Regions from separate parts of the Lactuca sativa genome. Here region 2 is linked to region 1. Evidence: chromatin contacts called from public Hi-C data. All regions are on one chromosome and are shown on one strand. The core of a region is the stretch at or near the end of the contact, and the rest is flanking DNA. Distances in the headings are between cores, read along the strand shown. Region 1 holds the start of LOC111900976 (serine carboxypeptidase-like 13). Region 2 holds the start of LOC111892091 (serine carboxypeptidase-like 3).

Region 1 (2,700 bases), core at 42-2,541:
ATCCATAGGTTTATAACATTAATTTTTAGAAAAATGTTTCGAGTGAGAGAATGTGAACCTTATTCCATGGATATGGATTCAACTTCAATGTAATGTTATCCTCCGTTGAAGTTTCCAAATTGAAATTGAGTGGACCTACAAAAGAAAATGGTTAGTTAATTTTAATGAATTGTGTGTAAATAAATACTGACATGTTTGGTCAAAAATGCTAAAATTCAATTTGGTATTACTTATTAAAGTAACTTAATAATAGACTTCAATGCCTTTAAAATTGGAAACAAATGTCCTTAAAGTAAGTTTTAATTTTGGCATGTTTGGTAAAAAAATGCTAAAATTCAAAACCATGTTAAAATTAAAAATAATTGACAATCATAACCAAAGAATATATCACGTGATTGACACAAAAGTCGGATCAAACCACTAAAATAATGTAAGTAAACTTTTTGAATAGTTACCAAATTTGTTCCTCATCTAATAAATGTTATCCAGACAAAAAATTCATCGAACATTGATTATCTCATATGTTAGCAACAAACTGGAAAATTGGTCTTGAAATTAGATTCTTGTAACCATGAACATGAGGAACGTAGTCATATAGTTTAGGAGACATCCCGACCACAGGGATCAACAAGAAACAAGATCAGACTCCGGTGAAGTCAACGCCGGTGGAAGCTAGGTTTCCGGCGAGGGTTTCTGGGAAGGTGGATCTGTGTTGCGATGTGAACAAGCTCCGGCGAAGTCACTGCCGGAGATTGTTTATTCTAGTGTGTGTGTGTGTGTTTGTGTGTAATTAATATGGTTGTTTAATGCAATAGATAAATGAATTAGATGCAGACAAGAATTTAGATACACGATTACCTATTTGATACATCATGGAATAAAGTACAGAAGTCCCGGGCCCACCGGTGAGGTAAAGAAGAAGAGGGTCTTCGGAGGGATTTCTTTCGGACTCAACGAAGTAGTAAAAGATCTGCACTGCTTCATCTTTTCCAACTCCGATGTATCTTTTAATAAAACAAGATTAATTTATGAGTTGTCAGAAGCAGAAAAAACAATGAAAACGAAGACATACCCGGTTTCCAGACTGAAAGGAAGATCACCATCAAAACCGGGGAGTCTCTTGACGATTGACTTTGAGTTTGATGCACTTATGGAAAGTGCAAAGATTATTAGAAGGGAAACCAGAGTGTGTTTTGATTCCATTTCGAGAGTTTTCTGCATAAGTAGTAGGTGTAATGTGTTTATGTAGACATGTGTAAGAAGTAGGTGTAAGTGTGGATATGTGGAGATGTGATGTGCCATGGTGGTTAGGTGTGCAAAAAGAGGAGAGATGGGGTCGTCTGTGTAATTTTATAAGCTCACTGTAAGATCGATCGTCGACCAGGGATGCTCGAGTTTTTTTTTTATCACAACAGCGTTATTCAAAAAAAATATTTAGTGTAGTTTGGAAAAAATATTTTTAACCAATGTTTTTTTATTAGGGGTGAGACCATACGGATTAATTAAAATAAAAGTTTAATTGTTAAAAAAATTAAAAATTGTATTAAATCAAAATCGATTATAATCAATTACATTGAATAAATCAATTATAGAGAGTTACTTTAAATTTGTTTGAGATTGTAATTAATTCTTATTCTATCTAAACTATTTAAGATGTTGCACTTAAATTTCAAATGACTTTTTATCCATATAAATTGACTTTTATGACTTAAGTTAAACTTTGACTTTAATCAATATGTCAAGAAATTTGTATAAGTTTGGTATAAGAAAGAGGATATTATTTTGGAAAGTATATATTTTGGAAATTATATATACGATTAGTTTAGAATTTGAGATGAAACAATCAAAATTGGATGTGTATTTATGATATCATATGAAAAAAAGGTATATATAGCATTTACAATTTTTATTTTTGAAATTAATAGAATAAATACACTAATTAATTAATTAATCTCATTTAATACAAAGCAACCACAAAATGACATGTGAAATTAATTTATTAAAAAAAACCATAAACTCTTAAAAATTAGACAAGAGGCAAAAAAAACTTTCACATGATTTTCAATTTTTCTTACCTTTTTTTATTTTAAATATCCATTTTTTTTACTTTTATTTTTTATTTCAATTTTTTAGTATCTTTCTTACTTTTGTAAATATTAGTTTTTTTTTTCTTACAATTTTTTTTAGCTTTTTTAAATATACATTTAAAATAATGCTTTGACATTAAGGTTTAAAAATTCGACCAGAGACCATACCGGCCGACATACCAAATCGTTCAATTGGTCTAACCGGTTGTACCGATCTGAAAAACTGAAAAAAATGGATAATATCATAATTACATTATTATTAATTTTAATTATATACAAAATACAAAAAATGAAAAAAAAATATTTTTTAAAATTTCTTTTTTAACCGGTTTAACCCGTTTTCACTGGTTCACATGATAAATAGTTTTTTTGGTTTCCAAGAACCGGTTTTCAAAACATGGGACATTATTTATACAAATTATACAAATCATTTTGAAAATCAAATTTTAGTCATCTTAAATTAAATTTGTCATTATATATCTTTCCTATTTAATAAAGCGTATTGGTCACAACCACGATTTAGTGAAGTAATTCCAAATTTAGAACAAATAGGAAATTGAAACGACTGTCGTTCAACAAGACTAAGAAATGTTACTTAGTACCAACTTAGATT
Region 2 (2,700 bases), core at 74-2,573, 260 kb after region 1:
GTGACTCTATTAAATGTGCAACATTTGAGGCACTAAGCTTTCTAAGGTCAAGGATATTCAAGGTGAACTTGTTGCTACATAACAAAAGAGGTAAGATCTAAACCCTAGTTTATATGTCAATTTTGATTGTTATATGTTAGTCTATAGGGTTATTGCTTTGGTGCTCATATTTGTATGTTCAAATTAGAATTTAAAACAAAACCTAGATCCAAATCAATTAAGGTTGCATGTACACCATAGGATGTTATTATGCTCAAAACCCAACAACATCAACCAACAAATCGAAATTCTCAGCTTGAGGCATTAAAGGTTTGACTTTAGTCTCAGTAGCATAGCCCTATATATTCTTCCCACAAAGGAAGTTCTTCATTACAGAACTCCAATACGTATAATTTTTTTTATCTAGTCGAATACTGATTGACTGAATGGAATCATCATTTCCAGTCATGTTGGCAATGGATAAACCACAACAATAGATAAGCAATCAAAAAGAATGACAAGAGCAACAAACCAACGGAAGCAACCAATCGGACAACAAGAGATCGAACAGTAACAACAAACTAACAACAACAACAACAACAACAACAACAACAAACGAATACCAACAAGAAAACGAACAACAAGTTCGATCTGCGCCACAGATGATTGCTACAAAACCTTCTAAGAATGTATCAAACGTCCACTCTAATACCATGATAATATTGTCATATGATTATTAAAAGAAAGAAATTGCAAGGTTCTCAAATTAAAGACATAAATGCTAAAAAGAACAAAGTGAGAATAAATACTAGCTAAGATAAAACCCGGCTAAAAGGCTCATAAACATACAGACTAATAACATACAGGCTAACAATAATAGGGTATTACTATATATATATATATATATATATATATATATATATATATATATATATATATATATATATATATATATATATATATATATATATATATATCGGTCATTCACAAAAATTATCGGGTCATAAGGGTACATAGAGTCGCACATTCACACAAGAAATACAACAATCAATCGAAGATACATATAAAATTAGCCTTATAATATAGTTTTCTTAATAAAGTAAACAAATTTAATAATAATGTGTAGGTAATGAAATGAGCTAAATTAGCAACCATGATAACAAATAAAAACGCAATTCACGATCGGCTGTCTGGTATATAATATAAAGTAGTAAAAAAACAAACAAAGTGGAAACGGTTCCCACGTGGGGAGTAGGTGGGATGATCCTCACTTCCATTACAAAGTATGAATTTTCTTTTAGGTCAACTATGTTATTATGGGGCTTAAAAAATTACACAGACCCATCTCTCCTCTTTCGCACACCTAACACTATCACTTGTCTACATCTCAACACATTACACCTACTCCTCACACATGTCTACATATTAACACATGCATCACACCTACTCCATACACAGGAAACTCTTGTAATGGAATCCAAACACATTCTTGTTTCCCTTTTGATAACTTTTGCACTTTTCATAAGTGCATCAAACTCAAGGCCGATCATCAGGAGACTCCCAGGGTTTGATGGTGATCTTCCTTTCACTTTGGAGACTGGGTATGTATTTGATTACATTGTCTTTATTGTTTCAGACATAACTCACAAACTAATCTTGTTTTCTCAAAAGATACATTGGAGTTGGAGAAGATGAAGCTGTGCAGATCTTTTACTACTTCGTTGAGTCTGAAAGAAACCCTTCGGAAGACCCTCTTCTTATTTATCTCACTGGTGGCCCTGGGACTTCGGTTCTTTATTCCATGATGTATCAAATAGGTAAAATCTGTAATCTTTTATCTACTTAGTAGCCTTTTATACCAAAAGCTTTTCACAAGTATGTAATTTTAAAAAATTCGGGTAACATTCAGTAAATTTGGGAAAATCGGGCAATTGATGGAAAAGTACGGGAATGAGTGAGAATATATTAAAAGAATGTATATGTGGGGTTGTACTTTAATGCAAAACGTGGTAGATGAAAAAGGTATTTACCAGAATATTGTGTTTTCAAATGGTAAATAAATTAAAAATAATGATATAAATTGGCCCCACCACTCTATATCCCTCTCCTTTTGCGTTGGATCCACAATAGTATTTTTCACTGAGGAAGACACAACTTATAATATTGAAAGTTCAAACACTATATTTAATGAAAATCTATTAGAAACATCACGATCATCCAAAAAGTTAATGCCAAAATCAAATTTACAAACGTTACCTTTTTATCTTTTTCCATTTTATTTATTTATTTATTTATTTTTTTACTATTAAAAGTTTATTTCACCCAATAATCTTTTGAAAAAAAATGGTATCGCGCATAATTCATCAAGTTGAATTGTTCAGTAGACCTAGACCAACTTGGATTAAGCTTTATTATTTGTTTATCAGATTTTTGGATTTTTATATATTAAAACTGAATTATTATTTTAAATTTCGGTTTTTTTTTTACTAAAATCAAAGGTAAATAGCCCATTCAAAGCAAATAACGATTTTGTATCTATCTGTTTATAATTTTAATTGTAATATCTATGTTTAATTATTTAATTTACTACTAATTTAATACATTTTTTTTTTAAGTTTAACATTTCTTTTGTAAGTTTCATTGCCTACCAAATTATTTGCTTTTTTTTTACTAGACTTGACTAGAATGATAAGATTAGTTCATTGGATTAGTTCATTGGAT

Evidence for each region. Hi-C and Micro-C count contacts between places; a contact is called where the count stands out from the background.
Region 2: a Hi-C map of leaf shows a contact between it and region 1, with 7 times the contacts expected there. The contact joins the promoter of LOC111892091 here to the promoter of LOC111900976 in region 1. A contact is called at or near these places in 4 of 4 Hi-C or Micro-C datasets (bud, leaf and seed).

What each region holds. Positions count from the first base shown.
Region 1 is chr1:203,626,314-203,629,013 of Lsat_Salinas_v11, forward strand. LOC111900976 (serine carboxypeptidase-like 13) reads right to left here and starts at 1,292. Exons shown (of 14, transcript XM_023896842.3): 1 at 1,073-1,292; 2 at 859-1,004; 3 at 59-135. The coding sequence starts at 1,221.
Region 2 is chr1:203,881,731-203,884,430 of Lsat_Salinas_v11, forward strand. LOC111892091 (serine carboxypeptidase-like 3) reads left to right here and starts at 1,324. Exons shown (of 14, transcript XM_052764650.1): 1 at 1,324-1,580; 2 at 1,651-1,796. The coding sequence starts at 1,450.